6 separate regions of the Mus musculus genome follow, and regions 2, 3, 4, 5 and 6 are each linked to region 1. The links are chromatin contacts, called in public HiChIP or PLAC-seq and promoter capture Hi-C maps. All regions are on one chromosome and are shown on one strand. The core of a region is the stretch at or near the end of the contact, and the rest is flanking DNA. Distances in the headings are between cores, read along the strand shown.

Region 1 (2,956 bases), core at 122-2,621:
AACTAAAGGGAACTGCAACCCTATAGGTGGAACAACAATATGAACTAAGCAGTACCCCGGAGCTCTTGTCTCTAGCTGCATATGTATCAAAAGATGGCCTAGTCGGCCATCACTGCAAAGAGAGGCCCATTGGACTTGCAAACTTTATATGCCCCAGTACAGGGGAATGCCAGGGCCAAAAAGGGGGAGTGGGTGGGTAGGGGAGTGGGGGGGGGTATGGGGACTTTTGGTATAGCATTGGAAATGTAAATGAGCTAAATACCTAATAAAAAATGGAAAAAAAAAGATTCTGGGATTCAGGTTAGCTGAGGCTGAAGAATCAGCTGTAATGAACAAGATACCAGGACTACTAAAGTGAAACCTTTGCTTTGCTGTGATACTCGATGCTGGTCAGCTACAGCTGAAGAATTAGTAGTGATTAAGAAGAAACTAGCATCATTGAGGTAAAAACTTTCTAAGTATTTCCTAAGAGCTACACAGAAGCTGTGTTCCAGAAGCAGCCAAGGTTGTCCCTCATGCTGGCAGCTGAACTTGGTAGCATAAGAGTCACCCAGGTGGTACTTACTGGTTTTGAAGACATGAACAGTTCATGGAGGGCAGCTGAGGCTTGGCACTGTGCAGTTTCAGTGGCAGATTTTTTAAAAACAGGATATAAAATATAGAGATAAACCCACACAATTTTTTTTTTTTTTTTGTTAAGACCTAGATGACTCTTAAGGTTGTACCTTCCACGAGGCTGAAGAGATTCCTTGGGGTTAAGATCAAGCAGTTGGTTGGTGCTCTTCCAAAGGATCCTGGTTTGATTTCCAGCACCCACATGGCAGCTAAGAACTGTGTCTATAATCCCATTTCCAGGAGAATATAATGCCCTCTTCTGGCCTCCAGGAGCACCAAGCACACATATGGTGAACAGACATACACACATGCAAAACACTAAAACACACAATAAAATAAAGTTCTGCCTCCATCAGTGAGTGAGCTTGGCATTCTAGGCTCACACCTGACTTTGCAAAGTTGTAAAATAAACTGCCTCGATTTCACTACTCTGAGTCTCCAGTGGTTTATTACAAAGATGTTGTGTCATAGGCACAGCGGCTCAAAGTTGTCTTTCCACCATAGGCATACACACATAAGATAATGATAAAGATGTTCTAAACGCTCAAAGCTAAAACCAAAAGCTACATACAGAACCATCACTAACAACCAACAAGAAATCTTTACTAAAAGCTCTCTAAAGAGCCTGCCTTTCCCAGCTCTTCCAGGGAAGTCTGACGACATCTACTGCCTAGCTTCGCCGCTAATCCCACACCCACGTGCGCAAACAGGGCTCTCAGCCACCGCGTCTGCGCACTGGGTCCTCCGGCTGACCGCAGGAATCTGGCCCGGAAGTCTGTGACAGGGAGACGGCCCCGGCCCCCATTCTTATCCTAGAGTGCCTACGGATGTCCTCCGGGCGGAGCCTCGGGCAGTTTCCGGCCGGGGCGTGCGGCAGCGGTGCGGGCTTTGTGGCCGCCCGGGGTTACCCGCCTGGATGCTGCTCGGCTTGGTTCCGCGCCGTCCTCTCGCCGCCGAGCTCCGGGTGAGTGAGGCGGAGCGGCTCGCGCGGGTGGGCGGGCTCGTGACCGGCGGGGCTCAGCGAGTTGGTTGGTGTCCCGGGCCGGCTGCACTTCGCTTTGGCCTCTGTCCGTAGCTCCTCGCTTGGTTCGGGCCGGAGCCTTGCGTCTCCTCGCCGAGCTGCGGGCGGTAGATGCATGGACCGATCGTCCGCAGACATCGAGGCCCTCGAGGGTTGCACACTCGGCCTCGGCGCCTGCAGGTCGGGCCCCCGGATGGCTGCTTGAAGGCTAAGCCGCTCAGGTGATGGAATGCAGGTGCGCGCCACGCTGCTCTTCGGCTTGGACCTTGCCCTCCTGCCTTCTGCCTTCCCTCAGTCCTTTCGGCCTCTGTCCGAGGGGATGCAGTGCAGGCACCCCAGTGCTTCAGGGGTTGAAGATAATATGTGTGTTGGACAGAATCAGCTCCGTATGTCATGAAGGAGGATTCTTAGGTGGGGTGAGGTGTCATACAAGCTGTTCTATTCCATGAAGTGTCTGAGTCAACGTCTATGACATCTCTGTGATAATGCCAGGGACATTTAGTCCTCTTTGCACCCGGCCCCACCGTGGTCCAGGAGTCCCCAGGGCTTGAGTGCTATGCTAGAGGTTTCCCGGGATATTAGCAGAAGAACAGTTCTAAACTCAAGTAGTTTTCCAGGTGGAGAGCTGATATTCACAATCGCCCTGTGCTCTTCTAGACATCGTTCCTTTGAGACCCATTACAATGAAAGAAACAAATGTCTTCTGATCACGAAGAAATCAGACTCCCCATGCCCCTCGCGCGCGCGCGCGCACACACACACACACACACACACACACACACACACAAACAAACATATACACATCAAGTTTTAAGGCAGAGAGCAGACCTTTGTTCCTGTCACGGATGTGGCATTGTATCTGTTTTAATACTTGGCATAATGATGGCATTCTTTTTTCATATGGGAGGTATAGAGAAACCTCACAAGCCAACACATGCAGCTATGGACACTCCTGGAGCCTTGGGGGTGGATTTCTGGTTCTGGAATGCGTTGGAGGATGATATAGAGAGAGGGTAGACCTGGGAAAGTACCCCCACTCCCCTACAAGACTTATGGTCTGATCTGGAAGTGGACGGGATGCCAGAGAAGCAGTGGGCTAGAACAAAGTGGTGTCTCTGAAGTAAATCACAGAGCCCTCTGACTGCTCTGTTGGCTTATGGAAAATGGCTGCTAAAAGGCCCTGGGCTTGTTAGGAAAAGAAGACTGTTTGTGTCAGCAGGATCCTTGTATGTAGGGGCTAGAGGTAGAGGTTGGAATAGGAGTCCTAAGAGAGCAGCCAGTCACTCGCTCTATTCTTTTTGACCTCAAATAGCATGCCTT
Region 2 (2,956 bases), core at 133-2,632, 780 kb after region 1:
GCAGAGGGGTAACCTGCGAGTACTACAAAACCCAGAGTTTGCTCTAACCCTCCCCACACAGCCCCAGCTGGAGTCTCAGGGCGGCGGGGCAGCGGGCAGCAGCGGGGCCAGATCCATAGTTAGGGCGATGCGGCGACCTTGCCAGTGTACGTGAGAGGGGACCGTAGGGGAGCTAGGCCCATACTCGAAGCAAGCGCTGAGCTCGAAGGCCAGGGCCGAGCGCACTAGACCCACACCGCCTGCGCGCTCCGGGGCCGGGTGGTACAGGCGCCCATTGGCCGCCAGGGGTAGCAAGCGAGCCGGCTCGAAGGGTATCGCCAGCGCCTCGCCACCGCCACAGTAGGAGAGACGAGGTGACTCGCTGTCGGAAGCCAGGAGGTGCGTGAAGACCACTGGCCGGTCTTCACAGCGCAGGAAGTTACGCTCTCTGCCGCAAAGCGAGAGGAAGGGGAAGGAAGCCTCGTAGCGCCCGCTGTGGTTGGGTCTCAGACGGGAGAAGAAAGTGACCAGGAACTGCAGGTCTGTGGGAACAAAAGGCACGATCATGCTCGGTGACCCAGCTTCCCCGACACGCTCCTTTTCCTGGGAATACCAGCACTGGCACGAGACAGCGGCCCCCCCTCGTGGATGGTGCCTTCCCTCAGAGTCGGGGAGCCGAGGCCCTGAAGGGTAGAGAGAGACACGAGGGAGCAGTGCAGTAAGCAATACCTTTGAAGCAGGTGATAAAGTTCTTCATTTTGGAGTCATCTAGGAAAAGCTGCAGAAGGGACACAGTGGACAGTAAGTCCTGGCAAGAAAGCCGGTGGTGTTCGCTGTCCTTGCTTTTCTGTCTAATGTGTTCAGGGGGGCATGTGGAAGGGCCCTGCGGACTCTCCCCACATCTACAGACAGGTTTCCAGGGTTGCAGCCCTCACCCCTTTTTCTACAGCAGGTTTGACAGCCGCTTGTCCCTAGCAATCGCGAGCAAGCACTCGGCTCTGGGACTGCTGCTAGGACAGGCTAGTGTGCGCGGGATTACGATGCGGTGAAAGCGGAAGGCCCCGGAATTAACTCTTCCAGCCTGGGCTTTGAAAGGTTCAAAGCCACGCGTAGCACCTATCCCAGGTCTCGCCTCTAGAACTACTCCCCACCCGGTGCCGATGGATTCCGCAGTCCCCTCAGGTCTCCTCCCTCTGTCACACGCCAGGCACACCTGGCCTTGGTGATCCACATAGTAGAAATACTCGCGGGTTCTGGGCTCCGGGCTTTGACCCTGTGTGTAGGAGACACGCTCGACCCCACTGCAGGTCCGAGCTCTCTGCGACCTCGCCAAGACTAGAGCCAAGTTACGCACTGCCCCACTAGGCGGCCACATTCTTCCACACCGGAAGCGGATCACACAGTGTTGTGCCTGGGGCTTTGGGTTCCGCCGGCAACACGTGCTCGGAGGGGCGGAGCTGTCTATCCCGCCCCCGGAAGTAGCTGCCAGACGTGGACTCCCCCGCCCCCTTGTCAGAAGTAACCTGAAAGAAACACAATCAGCGAGTGTGCACTTGAACTTTATTCACACGGAGCACTGTCCCCTCGAGCCACACGTACGAGGGAGCGCCTGCGGCCGAGAGGCCCTGGAGAGAGAGGCCAGGACCTCCGCATGACGGGACTTTTGTTTTTAATAAATAAAAACTCTAAAAATATATATATATAAACAGGAGAAATGAAGTTTGACAACTGTTGGAACTCAGATTCCAGAATGGAAAACGCAAACGAGTCCAGGCAGGTCTCATCCACGCGCCGCCCGTGTGTGGAGTTTGGTCAGAGGCCGCGAGGTCAAAGGAGGGTGGTGCTAACTTGCTCAGCGCGAGGACCGCAATGGCAGTTCAAGAGCTAAATAGCATCTGGTTAAAACTATGTCCTTAGCAAACTTAGTTCTGTCGTTCTATTTATATCTTTATACACAAGTAGGCTGGGTATCGGATAGATTCTGTAGTCAAAAAACAAAAAACCTCTCGCCCTCCCTCACCCGCCCCAAGAAAGCCTGCCTAGCCCTGGCCCTAACCCAGAGGGCTTTGGTTTGGGGCCTCCCCTTGCACAAAGACCTATTAGGCATCGAGCCGACGGAGCCAAGTCCTAGTAGTGGCCAGCACAGCTCTCCAGAACGCCTCTAACTCTCCTTCTGGCCCCAGCCAGAGGCCCCTAGACTAGGGTGGGAGGGATCAGGGCGAGAGTGCCTTGGTGGAGGATTGCCCTGAAGAGGGGACAAGGTCCTGTTGCCCTGAGCAACGCGGTATGTGCTTCAGCCGACCAGGAGGGCAGTGTCGCTCGGCTCCGGGAAACAGAAGGCACTTCTCGGGGCTGGCTTGCGACTGGCAGGGCGAGCCGGTACCTGCAGGAACTGGCCGCGAGATATGGCGCGGCTGCTTGGCCCCGGGAGGGCCTAGGGCGGGGCCGGCGTCTGGCGGGGCCTGGCATGCTGCCTCGCGCTGGGGCCTTCCCTCCCACCTTCCCGGGTGTCACCCTAGCAGGCGTCCATAGCCCGCGTGCTATAGCACGCCCTCCATGAAGCTGGTATCTAAATGCTGAATGAGCACTCGAAGGAAGGACATCTCCTTTCGTGTATTCTCGAAGATGACGCGAGGATCATCCGACTGGCAGCGCAGGCAGTTGGGTGCCATCACCATAGCCAGGTTGCTGACGTCCATTTTGGTGATGGCTACGTTGGCTGGCTGCACGAACACCTGTGTGAGGGGGTCCGGGTGAAGGGAGAGGAGAGCAGAGTGGAGGGTAGGCGTAGCTATTAGGGGATGAGCTGAACAAAGTGGAAGGTTGGCTGGGAAGGATGGTAGGTGGGCGTGGTGCGGCACTGGATGCAGATCATGCATACCTGGAGGAAGCGAATGAGGTAGCACAGCACCATTCGGTTGATGCGCGGTAGCGCGTGCACCACGGCCACAGCAGCCTCCGGGCTCTCGTAGTGCGC
Region 3 (2,956 bases), core at 331-2,830, 730 kb after region 1:
AGGTTGCCTTTGGGTGTCTGGGCATACCCTAAAACCTAGAAGGAAAAGCCCTTGAAAGAGGTCTACCCCAGAATACCCTATCTGCCTGGGCTAGGTCCCTAGCTCCCATTAAACAGACGGGAAGTGACTTCTCCAGCAAAACTACCCTGAGAGAGATGGGGAATTCCCAGGGGTTAAGACAAAGCAGCCAAAAGAAGTCAAGCCTGCCGGGCAGTGGTGGCGCACGCCTTTAATCCCAGCACTAGGGAGGCAGAGGCAGGCGGATTTCTAAGTTTGAGGCCAGCCTGGTCTACAAAGTGAGTTCCAGGACAGCCAGGGCTATACAGAGAAGCCCTGTCTCAAAAAAACAAACAAAAAAAAAAAAAAAAAGAAAAAAGAAAAAACAATAACAAACAAAAAAGTCAAGCCTTAGGTGGGGAGTCTGCTCAGGACTTGATGGGGGTGGGGATACAGATTGACAGACCTTCTGGACCAAAAAGGGAATAGAGTCTGTCCTCAGGAACAAGAGGAGGATACAGAGACTTAAGTGATCTTCCCATGAGTATGTTGTAGGTGCCCATATAGGCATGGCCATCTAATTGGTGGCTCTATTCTTGGGCTCAGTCACCATCTATGTTCTAAGTTCTCCTGGCTACTACAATGGGCAGCTTTGCATTGAGGGTCTGATTAGAGCGCTGATGGCAGAGGTTGGTGTCAGAGCCAACAATCCAAGACCTTCATGAGCACTAAAAGCTTTTGAGAATTCACCTTTTCCTGTGAAGCCCCTCCCCATTGTACCATCAACAGGACAGAGACCCTGGCAGGTGCCAAGGAAGGTACAGTCATGAGTGGAGGAGGGAATGGGGACACACAAGGAGGATGAGCACAGTGGGACTTCACTTCCTCTGACAGTTCTGCCCCTGGCTGGGTTGTGATCTTATCTCAGATTCTTCTTTTAGCTCTCATCTGTCTCCCCTCCCCACCCCCAATCCTATCACCTCCTGCCCCTCTGCTTTTCGTCCTCAGAGCTCTAGCTGAGAGTTCCTGTGTCTCACCTGTCAAATATCCCTATGGCCTCAGACCTATTCACTAAAGAAGACATTCTCTCCTGCAAGTCTGAGGTCTCCCTTTCCACTGGTCCTTCCTTGGTTCCAGTTAAAGCCTGGCTCCTTGAACTGACATTCAAGGCTCCTCATCGGGACTGCTTCTCCCTGATCACAGTGTCCCAGGGTCCAACCATCACCCAAACTGCTGCCCATCCTCTTTCGAGCAACGAGGGACTCCTACCCTTTAATCAAAGGATAGGATAAATAAAGATCACCCTTCCGGGAACACCTGAACATTTGCCCTTCCCGCCCTACCCCGGACATCAGGGTGTTAGTACCACAGAATAGAGCACGGGAATTAAAAAAAAAAAAAAAATCTTCCACAGTATCAACCAATCAGCTACCGGAGCTGACCCCGCCCCTGTCAATCTACAGTGGATGACTCTGTCCCTGGAGGACGCTCCTTAGGCCCCGCCCTCGCAAAACGACTCAGCCCAGCCTTCCCGCCCAGCCTTCCCGCCCAGCACCGCGGCTTCCGCTCGGGACACCTCGGGCCGGAAGTGTCGCGTTGCCATGGCGAGGATGGGCGCGGGGCCCGCCCCCGTGGCGCCTGGAGCAGCGCCGGGCTCCAGGGTCGGCCGGGCCGGGTTCAGGGAGCGGCCAGGGAGGTTCCAGGTGAGAAGGCCGGCGATTGTGAGTGAGGGTCGGGTCTATCTGGGGACGCGGGGGAGGCCCAGCACGGCTGGGCGGGGCATAGCGGGTGAGCCAGCGCCGGTTCTTCTGCGGCCCGGTGCTGGCCCGGCAATGGAGCGGGTCGTGAGGGGCCTGCAGAAGGGGCGCCAGCGAGGCGGCCAGCGGAGGGTGGGTTTTTGTTGTTGTTAGTTTTTGTTTTTGTTTTTGTGAAACCTATCAGTGAAGGAAGTTCTTGCAACCTGTTGGTCGGGCAAATCCATCGACAGTCTTCATTCTGACCTTAGGACCGCGAAGGGACTTTCCTGTGCTTCATGTGGGCTTTGGTGTTCAGTCAAAGCACACTCTAGAGCCTCTTACGGCTTCAAGTGCCCCTTTTCTGGAGGCTGTGCCTCCTGGATTGTGGTTGGGAGAGGAATGTAAATGAGCTTGTGAAAACTGTTTGGGCTCCTTTGGGTTCCTGACGGAACCAGTGCTAGAGGCTAGAGACAAGGAGGATTAATTATTACGGGTGCAGAAGAGAAGTGTGTATTGGCTTGGGAGGTAGAGCAAAGTTAGCTGACTCCTGACTGCTCCACTTTTCTTCCATATCCTTACTTGGGTGGTGAAGGTAGAGGCGAGAGGGCAGACCTCAGTGAGCCCTCTTGGGTGTCTTTGCTCCCTAGGTCTTCCCTTATAGGATTGGGGTTTTCTTTGGAGGCTTTGTCTTGCTTTAAACACCCTGGCTCTTTAGAAGGCCACCTGATTCACTTCATGGAAACCAAAGCTGCCACTAGCTCAGCATGAGAGCCGGTTGGGTTGAGGGACTGGAGGCCTAATGAGACCTGCCCTAACCCGCTGGCTTCATGTTGTCATGGTGATGGGACTTTCAGGTCTCTCAAGGGCTGCTAGTCTGCCTCTGTTGCTAGTTTTTGCCCAAGGAGGTTTTTTTTGGGGGGGGGGGGCGGGAGGCGGGGAGGGTTTTCCTCTCCTAAGGCCTGGTTTGACTTCCTTCCCTGTTGGCTCAGGCCTTCCTATTCCCCGCCTCTTTTTTTTTTTTTTTAAGGAATAATTCTTTTAAGTATTATTTATTTATTTATCGTTTTGGGGTGGGTACATGCCATGATCCACGTGTAAGTGGTTAGAGGATATCTTTGTGGATCTCCTGGAACTGTCATTTTGTAGTTGTGAGCCACCCTGTGGTTACTGGGAACTAAATCCTGGTGCTCTGGAAAAGCAGCCACCTGTGCTCTCAAGCTCTG
Region 4 (2,956 bases), core at 144-2,643, 690 kb after region 1:
GGTGTCTCCCATGCCATGTATCACAGAGCTCAAAGGGAAGCACAGAATAGGGGCTCCAGCCTCACCTCCTACCAATATGGCCTCTAAGAGGCTACATACAGATTGCTAGGTTTAGCTCTCTTCCCCCGCCAACATGACTGTAGTTTGTACACAGAACCACAACTTGGTACAAATAAAAGCCTGTCAGATGCTTCACACATGCAGTTGGAGACCCAGAGTTGCTCAGGATGCCAGAGGTTCTGACCACATTGGAGTATATTCTCGCTCCCCAGCAGGGTATTGCAGGGGCCCTCAGATTCCCACCAGAAATAATTCTGGCCCTAGTCATTACCCAGGGCCTAATGACTACGGGATGGACGTAGCAGTGTGGTCCTTTCCCAACAGCCCCTGCAACAGGGAAAGCCTTGGCTCCTCCCCTTCCTCCCAGTTTAGCCTACACTCACCTCCAACACCAGGAGTAGCTGGGATCCCGTGGAACATCCTGCAGGCCCAGGCAGCTATACAGCACAAGAGACCTGGAAAGCAGAGCCAACACTAACTCAAGGGTCCCCTTACACCTTAAGAACTGGGCTCTGGAGATCAGAGCGTTGTGAACAGCTTTCCTGCTCTCTACAGGAACGGCACAGGATGCTAAAGGACTGTCATGGGGGAATGTCATGTCAGGCTTTGAGGATGAACATCGAGTGCCATGGGAGTCCTGCCTGTTAGCTGGGTTAGGGTAGGGAAGAGTAGCTGTTAGAACTGGGGCAGCATCTTGGGCACAGGGGAAGGGCATTGTTGCAACATCTTTCAGTGGAAATGAACTGAGACTAGGTGTCCGGGGCTTTCTGTGTGTGAGGGAAAGTGTGGAGGTAGGTTTTACCCTAATCTGTGGGAGATACTGGAGAAATGAATAAGGGCAAGCTTATTGGTTGATGCGGCAAAGTGGCGGAGGCAAGGCCCAGGATAGGTCCTGTCTAATAAGGAAGCCAGCCCAGACACGCCTCAGGATTTGAAATGGGGTGAAAACAAATGTTCAAGGAAGATGGTCAAACTGAGATGGAGTGGCTTGAGGAGCAGCGAGAGCTACCGAGGTCGCAGGAGCTAGGAATAGCCGGCGGAGTCGCAGAAGAAAGGTGGGTACCCTCACAGACAGGGGAACCTGAACTGTGGACCAGCAATGCCACTTGACAGCGCCCATCACCTACTGAGACACTGGCCGCGCGGCAAGGGCCGCTGAGCCCCAGAGGAGACGGGACCGGGACACCTAGACCAAAGGGTTCCTATGAAGAGGGGACCCGGCCACCGCCGCTGTGTACCTGGGGCGTTTGGAGTCCCGGAGATGGCGACAGAAGCTCGGTGCTCGCTTTTTCCGCCTGCGCCTGCCGGGAAACCCGATCGGCAGCTCGGCACTCATCCTCTAACCTTGAGCCTACGCACATAGCAAGCCAAATCCATTGATCGGCACTCGGCTTTTTTTGCCTGAGCTTGCGCTCTGGAGTAGCTCCGCCTGTCAAGGCTTTTACAGCTCACATCGCCCACCCTTTTCGCAGAGAGCTGACACAAATGAGATAGCAGCATAGTTTATTAAGGTTTTTCTTTTTCTTCTGGAGGAAACGGCAGGACTAGGATCAGAGGCATTTAAAGAAGAGCTTGGAACTTTGGTCCATTGTGCACGCACCCTCTGGCAGTCTCTGACACACCGAGTCTCGGTCTTTGGTGCTCAGGTCTTTGGTGCACAGTTGCAACTCCTGCAACTGCACGAAGATCTTGTCCCAGAGGTCAGAGTTCAGCGGCCCTTGAATAGAGCAGCCTGTGGGGGTGAGGAGGAGGTAGGTTTAACTTACACACCCACAGGAGGCATAGTGCTTATGTTGTACCTCGGAGCCTACATTTTGGCTTGTCCCATCATAAAAAGGACTCAATATATCTGTATACTGTGGGCCCTCGGATCTCTGGAGGCTAGTGAATGCCAGGCCTTGATCAAGTCAGAGATCCCAGTAGGCTCAAGGTTGTCAGGGAACTGGATGAAGCGCACAGCTGCCAGAAATACCATTGTGTTGGGAAGAGGGGGTGAGATACAGGAAAAACCCAGGGACTCCCCTGTGCTCAGTTTTTATCCTCCAGGGGGAAAGGCTGCCACCCTCAAATCTCAGCTGGGCAAGGCAGTGGCAGGCCAGGCCATCAGGCACACTTATAAGGTGGAGAGTGCGTTGGTGTAACGGGACAAGCTAGCTTATTAGTAGATAAGGCAAGGAAGGAGGGAGGGGGGCAGGTTGAGAGAGCAAGCACCCCTTAAGCGGAACTTGGATCACTGACTGGTGGACAGGAATGAGGAAATAAGGTTTTCTGCAAGTAACAATGATTTGCTACCCTCCTGACCCAGAAAACCCCGCAAAAACAAAAGGTCCAAATCATGCCTGCCCTGGTGGCATCCGCCTTTAATCTCAGTCCTCTCCAGGTAGAGAGGAAACTTTACAGAGCTCCAGAACAGCCAGGACTACACAGAGACACCCTGTCTCAAAAAACAACAAACAATTTGCCACTCCAAAAGGAGGTTCAAATCTTCATGATCATTTTAAGAATACCCGAGGAGCTGCCTAGGCTGTGAGGGGGTGTGCATGTGTATCTGAAAAATGTCACTTTAAAGAAGCAATGTGCATTGTTTCAGAGGTCTGTCTATAAAGGTGGAGTTGGAAAATGTTTGCCAGGCCAGTCAGTCAGTGGCCCCCAAAGAAGTTTTGATATATGTTCTCTTACAAAGTTTGGATATATGTTCTCTCTGGTCACTGTTGAGTTTTTATGGTGAACTAACCCATGGGTTCCCCCTGTAAGTAAGTAAGATGATTCTCACTGAGAAGGAATAAACTGTTCCTAGCCAAAAGAGAAGGCTGCACAGAAGAAAGGATATCCCACAACCAAAAGCTAAAGGAACAGCTGGGCAGTGGTGCACACCCTTAGCCCCAGCACTCAGGAG
Region 5 (2,956 bases), core at 120-2,619, 670 kb after region 1:
TGCTTGGAGAGTGTGTTGTGGAGGCCCTGCCCTGTTACTTCTTACCCGTTCTTTCCCTTCCTTCCTCCTTCCCTTAGCCTCTACCACAAAAACTTAACTTTCCTTGAAACCCCTTTGCCTAACTCCCACATACTTCCCCCACACTTCCTTGTCTATTTAAAACACATCTTCTATGAAGGTGAGATTTCCCTGTCCAGTTCTGCCACCCCAGTAAACTGCATGTTGGCAGTAATGCACAGCCATCAAAAGCACTTGTTGCTCTTACAGAGGACCCACTTGATGGCACAACTATCCATAATGCTGACCTCCATGGACACCAAGAATGCATATGGTGTACATACATATATACAAGCAAACACAAATGAATATGAATAAGTCTAATTTTTTAAAAAAAGCATCTGCCTTCTTGGCTTTTTTGCTTTGTTTTTAGACAAGAGGTTCACTATGTAGCCCTAGATGGCTTGGAAATAGTTTAAACTGGAACACCCAGAAATCTGTCTGCTTCCACCTGGGATTAATGGATCGAACTGGGATTAAAGAGCCACGGAAATTGCCTTTTTTTTGGGGGGAGGGGGGGAGGGCTTCCTGAACCGCTTGCTGTCTCTCTAGCAACCAAAACACCCCCGTTATCAATGTACTGATGAATTCATTCCACATTACTACATCTACTGACAATAGTCTGTCCCCGAGAAACATCCAGCCTTGCTCCTTTAGGAAGAAACGTTCTTCCACAACAAATCTGCTCAATCTCAGAAAGAGCTCTGGTTGTTTTGTACAGAAACACCCAGTCTCCTTCATTGGGTCTTACTCCTAGAGAGACACTGTGGCCGTCTGTGTGTGGCAGTATTGACTTCCTAAAGAATCATCGCCCTCAAGGGTTCACTGGCTTGTCTTTGCTGCTAAGCTCGTGGAAGGTGTGCAACAATCTCCTGAAAATCGATCTCCAAAGAACAAGCAGTAGACCGCGGGCAGAGGTGTCCGGGCAGGGTAGGATGAGGCCAAACAACGAGGCAGCGATGAACTGGCTCTGGGGCCCAAAGACCCTTGGCAAACCTCAGCTCCTGCACTGGGGAACCTGCCGAATGACTGCGGCACTGCCTCGACACGGCCTACCTCGGCGTCGCGGTTCAGGCGGTACACATAGAGCTGCGAGGTGCCGGCCACCACGAGGTTGCGCTCACTGTTGTTGAAGAAGTTGCAGTACATGGTAAACTCCAGCCCGGTGGGCGGGTGCGCCTGCTTGTACACCGCGTACATGTCGCCGCCACTGTCACGCCGGAGCCGCCGACTCGGGGGACAGGGACGGCAGCGGACTCGGTCCGGCCGCGCGCGCCAACCCAGCCACCGGGTTCCGAAGTACTGCGCCTGCGCTTCCTGCCCGGACCGCCTTCTAAGAGGACCAGGTGGTTGAGAAGCAGGGTTCCGGGCCGCTTCGCATCTGCGCCTGCGCGCCGTGGCTGCGAGCGAAGAGCGGCCCCTAGTGGCCTAGCTTGATAAGAACTGACGAGCAAGCGTGGTGGCACATGCCTTTTATCCCAGCACTTGAGAGAGGCAGGCATATTTCTGAGTTCAAGGCCAGCCTGGTCTACAGAGTGAGTTCCAGGACAGCCAGGGCTACACAGAGAAACCCCGTCTCGAAAAAAAAAAACAAGAAAGAAAGAAAGAAAAAAAAAAAGGACTGATGAGCCTCGTCACAGAGCTGGAGGGTGCTGGACCTCTGCTTCCTTCTGTTCTGTACCCTTCAAGACTTGCCTCATTAGCTAAATCCCAGAAAATAAAACAAGGGTATATAGGCTTGGAAAAGGATACAGAAACATGCAATATCGCCACCCCACTCTGTAGATGAGGTGATGTGGTAGATCACCCCTGTATCACACTAAAGATCTCTTTTTAATTGACTCTAGCTGCATATGTATCAAAAGGTGGCCTAGTTGGCCATCACTGCAAAGAGAGGCCCATTGGACTTGCAAACTTTATATGCCCCAGTACAGGGGAACCCCAGGGCCAAAACGGGAGAGTGGGTGGGTAGTGGATTGGGGGGGTGGGTATGGCGGACTTTTGGGATAGCATTGAAAATGTAAACGAGGAAAATACCTAATAAAAATAAAATAAAATTTAAAAAAAAAGATCTCTTTTAAAAAGTATTTTGTTGGCTGGGCAGTGGTGGTGTAAGCCTTTAATCCCAACACTTGGGAGGCAGAGGCAGAGGCAGGCAGATTTCTGAGTTTGAGGCCAGCCTGGTCTACAAAGTGAGTTCCAGGACAGCCATGGTTATACAGAGAAAACTTTTCTTAAAAAAAAACAAAAACAAAAACAAAAAACAAAAACAAGCAAGCAAAAGAAATTATTTTTTTTTCTTTTTCTTGATTTTTGAGATGAGGTCTCAACTACATAGCCCTGGCTGTCCTGAAACTCTGTAGACCCAACTAGCCTCGAATTCAGAGTCTACCTCCCAAGCCCTGGGACGAAAGCTGCCCAGACATGCTGGCACATATATACATAATTTTTTAAATATTTATTTTATGTATATGATACACTATAGCTGTACAGATAGTTGTGAACCATCATGTGGTTGCTGGGAATTGAACCCAGAACCTCTGCTTACTCCAGCCCCAGAGATTTACTTATTATTATATGTAAGTACTCTGTAGCTGTCTTCAGACGCACCAGAAGATGGAGTCAGACCTCATTACGGATGGTTGTGAGCCACCACCTGGTCGCTGGGATTTGAATGCACGATCTTCAGAAGAGCAGCCAGTGCTCTTAACTGCTGAGTAATGTCTCACCAGTCCTACATAATTTTTAAAATAAAAATCTTTCTGGGCTACACAGAGAAATCCTGTCTCAAAAAAAAAAATCTTGAAAAACAATACTCTTAAAATCTGTGACATCGGGCTGGTGAGATGGCTCAGTGGGTAAGAGCATCTGACTGCTCTTCCAAAGGTCCGGAGTTCAA
Region 6 (2,956 bases), core at 291-2,790, 600 kb after region 1:
ATGGAATGATGTAGGTCCAGGCTGTGGAGCTGGCAGCAGGCTCTCGCTAACATGACCAGAGTTTCAGCAGTCACAGTGTGGCAGTCTGAAAGCTTGAGGAAGGTGAGCCGAGGGCAGAACTTGCTAACCAGCTGTAGCAAGAGATAGAGAGAGAGAGAGAGACCATCCAGGGTTGTGGAGGGCAGGTAAAGGTCTATCTACAGGGACACTGGTAGTCATGACAAGCCTATCCTATAGTCCCAGCTATGACTCCATTCTGTCCACGCCAGGCCTACATGGAAATTGCTGTCTCCTCCAGCAATTTCCTAAGATGTCAGCAAGACGAAACTGAGCAGGCAGGCAGACAACTCTGTGGTACACCACCAGGGCACCCTCCCCATAGTAGACCACTCAAACGTGACAGCTTGTGTGCAGGGCAGTCTCCAGCTCTTACCTCCAACACAGAGTGTACTTGAGACTTCCAGTGGATGAGGGTCAAGCTCTGGAGCTGAGAGAACCTGGGCGACAGCAAGGCCCGGCTGTAGTTGTGCTCTTGTCCTTACGCTGCCCCCTTCTGGACAGAATCCTCCCCTACTCAACGCGGATGCAGGGAAGACAACAGACAGTAAGATGACAAGGAGCCCTCACCGATTGGGTACGAGCCACTCCAGGCAAGCAAGGAGCTTCTTCTCTCCCTTAAGGTTGCCCTTGCCAGCCCGGCCAACCAGCGAGGGTGACAGGGTCACAGTATGCCAGAGTGAAGGATGGGAGGTGGCTTCGTGCCAGTGACGGCAAACGCGTGCAGCCCTAGGAGAAGAAAAAGTTTGCTGAGAGTGCGTGGCCTTTTGCGGGTAATGCCTACAATGGAGTGTTTTAGGAGCAGCGCAGCGGTCTTAAAGCCTGCCGTCGCCCGTTCTCAGTGCTAGGCTTTGAGCTCTAAGTGAAGACAGGTGCCGGAGCACTTGTGTTCGCCCGATGTGATGCCTGCTCTGCCCTCTGCTCTGCAGCACCCGCTCAGTGCGCCAGTCTCTACCGCGGCAGGCGCTGTTGGTGTACCTGCCAAGAAACGGCATGGGCCCATGAGCCGCAACCAACAACCCGAAAATATGCACCAGGACTTCTAAGGGAATACGGTCTCCCCAACCAGAGTCCAGGCCCTGATCGAGCGACGGCTCCGGTCGGGGTTTGGTCCTGGGCTTGGCGACAGCCGTGGGGCCACGAGCCAGTGACCTCGGAGCGCGGCGACGGGCGCGCCGGTGCGCACGAGCGCGGGGAGGCTCCAGGTCCGGCAGCACGAGCAACATGCTGTCCGCTTGCAGCAGGTGGTACCCAGAGCCGCGAGGTGCCAGGCGGTCCCACCACCAGTCCTCCGCCGAGCGGCCCCGCGCATCGGGCCGCTTGGAGCTTCGAACTCGACGTCTAACTCGCCTAGAGGCCACGGGAGCCATAGCCCCCGGGAGCTGAACTAAAAGCGGAAGGTGGGTGGGCAGAGAGGAAGGGGCGTGGCCCCTTAGCTCACTCCTTTACACTACACTTAGCTTCCGGGGGTGGGACTTCCGCCGCAGTCTAGCGCATTAGCCGGCGTCTTACTACAACCCTTTGGCTGGGGTTTGGCTGCCTTCCGGGCTAAGTGGCGTGCTCCCGGGGCTGGGCGGGCTGCTCCGGCCCCACGCCCCTGATGCACCGCACTCAGCCGAGGAGCCCAGAATCGAATCAAGTCAGCCAGCCACACCTCTTGCCGATCCACGCCGGCTGCCTGAAGTTAGCTGTCATCCAGTCTGGTTTAGCCGCGCCAAGACTTGGTCCTCCGCAAGCATCAAGGACTGGCTCTTTCGCTCATCTTCCTCCCCGGAACCATGCTTTAAGCCAGCTTCTCGCTCCCCCGCTTGCCAGTCTTGTACAGAAGGGTCCCGGTGCAGGCTCCATGGTAGGTGCAGCTCCTGATCTATCCGCCGCCTCCCTCCAGGTGCCTTGGTTTTGCAATCTGGCCACCTCAGACCCTGACTCTGCCCACTCGCATGTTTTTTTGTTTGTTTGTTTGTTTTGTTTTGGTTTGTTTTGGTTTGTTTTTTGTCTCCGTCCAGGTGAAAAAGCTTGACTCTTTTTTTCTCTAGAATAGTTAGAGAAGCTTTGGATCTACGTGGGAAAAGGGCGGACTGTTACCTTCGCTTTGTCCTGGAGGGCCCGCTTTGACCTTTGACCTAATGGCAGCACCTCCGCTGGGCCGACTGGTGCTGACCCATCTGCTGGTGGCCCTTTTCGGCATGGGCTCCTGGGCTGCTGTCAACGGGATCTGGGTAGAGCTGCCGGTAGTGGTGAAAGAGCTCCCGGAGGGTGAGTGAAGTGGGCGGAGGTAGGCTGCTGCTGTTGCTGCTCTTCGTTCCTTAGCCTGGTGCCTTTACACTATCTCCTCCTTCCACTGCAGGTTGGAGCCTCCCTTCCTACCTCTCTGTGCTTGTGGCGCTGGGAAACCTGGGTCTGCTGCTGGTGACTCTGTGGAGGCGTCTGGCTCGCGGCAAGGGCGAGCAAGTCCCCATCCGAGTGGTTCAGGGGCTAGGCATAGTGGGCACAGGCCTACTGGCCTCTCTGTGGAACCACGTGGCCCCAGTGGCAGGAAAGCCGTACTCAGTGGCCTTCCTAACGCTGGCGTTTGTGCTGGCATTGGCCTGCTGTGCTTCTAATGTCACTTTCCTGCCCTTCTTGAGCCACCTCCCACCCCCCTTTTTACGGTCTTTCTTCCTGGGTCAGGGCCTGAGTGCCCTCCTGCCCTGTGTGCTAGCCCTGGGTCAAGGGGTGGGCCGCCTTGAGTGCCTGCATGTGCCTGCCAACAGGACCACTGGGCCTCCGATCGAGGTGTCTCCCATTAATTTCCCTGAACGGTTTTCTGCCACCACGTTCTTCTGGGTGTTGACTGCCCTTCTGGGCACTTCAGCAGCTGCCTTCCAAGGCCTCCTGTTACTACTGCCATCCCCGACAT

The links. Promoter capture Hi-C pulls out the DNA fragments that hold promoters and counts their contacts. HiChIP or PLAC-seq counts read pairs in DNA pulled down with a chosen protein or histone mark. Capture Hi-C pulls out chosen DNA fragments and counts their contacts.
Region 2: a promoter capture Hi-C map of liver shows a contact between it and region 1, with 2.2 times the contacts expected there. The contact joins the promoter of C030006K11Rik here to the promoter of Zfp623 in region 1. A contact is called at or near these places in 2 of 39 promoter capture datasets (liver and pre-B cells), 1 of 115 datasets of contacts at active chromatin or transcription factors (memory CD8 T cells) and 2 of 9 other capture datasets (adipose tissue and liver).
Region 3: a promoter capture Hi-C map of liver shows a contact between it and region 1, with 4 times the contacts expected there. The contact joins the promoter of Ppp1r16a here to the promoter of Zfp623 in region 1. A contact is called at or near these places in 2 of 39 promoter capture datasets (both in liver) and 1 of 115 datasets of contacts at active chromatin or transcription factors (bone marrow-derived macrophages).
Region 4: a contact with region 1 is called in an H3K27ac HiChIP or PLAC-seq map of stem cell-derived neural progenitor cells, with 3 times the contacts expected there. The contact joins the promoter of Vps28 here to the promoter of Zfp623 in region 1. A contact is called at or near these places in 1 of 39 promoter capture datasets (liver), 1 of 115 datasets of contacts at active chromatin or transcription factors (stem cell-derived neural progenitor cells) and 1 of 9 other capture datasets (liver).
Region 5: an HNF4G HiChIP or PLAC-seq map of pancreatic cancer cells shows a contact between it and region 1. The contact joins the promoter of Cpsf1 here to the promoter of Zfp623 in region 1. A contact is called at or near these places in 2 of 39 promoter capture datasets (embryonic stem cells and liver) and 1 of 115 datasets of contacts at active chromatin or transcription factors (pancreatic cancer cells).
Region 6: a contact with region 1 is called in an H3K27ac HiChIP or PLAC-seq map of microglia, with 4 times the contacts expected there. The contact joins the promoter of Slc52a2 here to the promoter of Zfp623 in region 1. A contact is called at or near these places in 2 of 115 datasets of contacts at active chromatin or transcription factors (bone marrow-derived macrophages and microglia).

Annotation. Positions count from the first base shown.
Region 1 is chr15:75,939,581-75,942,536 of GRCm38.p6, forward strand. It overlaps Zfp623 (zinc finger protein 623), which reads left to right and starts at 1,372. Exons shown (of 2, transcript NM_030199.3): 1 at 1,372-1,579.
Region 2 is chr15:76,722,463-76,725,418 of GRCm38.p6, forward strand. C030006K11Rik (RIKEN cDNA C030006K11 gene) reads right to left here and starts at 1,383. Exons shown (of 3, transcript NM_145472.2): 1 at 1,193-1,383; 2 at 709-757; 3 at 1-521. The coding sequence starts at 1,354. The coding sequence ends at 76. Arhgap39 (Rho GTPase activating protein 39) reads right to left here. Exons shown (of 12, transcript NM_001168288.2): 11 at 2,861-2,956; 12 at 1,523-2,714. The coding sequence ends at 2,520.
Region 3 is chr15:76,670,063-76,673,018 of GRCm38.p6, forward strand. It overlaps Ppp1r16a (protein phosphatase 1, regulatory subunit 16A), which reads left to right and starts at 1,581. Exons shown (of 12, transcript NM_001358933.1): 1 at 1,581-1,700. It also overlaps a transcript of Foxh1 not described here.
Region 4 is chr15:76,624,691-76,627,646 of GRCm38.p6, forward strand. It overlaps Vps28 (vacuolar protein sorting 28), which reads right to left and starts at 1,394. Exons shown (of 10, transcript NM_025842.4): 1 at 1,299-1,394; 2 at 444-515. The coding sequence starts at 480. Tonsl (tonsoku-like, DNA repair protein) reads right to left here. Exons shown (of 26, transcript NM_183091.3): 26 at 1,547-1,792. The coding sequence ends at 1,611.
Region 5 is chr15:76,606,222-76,609,177 of GRCm38.p6, forward strand. It overlaps Cpsf1 (cleavage and polyadenylation specific factor 1), which reads right to left and starts at 1,370. Exons shown (of 37, transcript NM_053193.2): 1 at 1,114-1,370. The coding sequence starts at 1,257.
Region 6 is chr15:76,537,290-76,540,245 of GRCm38.p6, forward strand. Slc52a2 (solute carrier protein 52, member 2) reads left to right here and starts at 1,541. Exons shown (of 5, transcript NM_029643.4): 1 at 1,541-1,906; 2 at 2,094-2,313; 3 at 2,405-2,956. The coding sequence starts at 2,184. It overlaps Fbxl6 (F-box and leucine-rich repeat protein 6), which reads right to left and starts at 1,457. Exons shown (of 9, transcript NM_013909.2): 1 at 1,036-1,457; 2 at 628-786; 3 at 434-497; 4 at 1-131. The coding sequence starts at 1,427.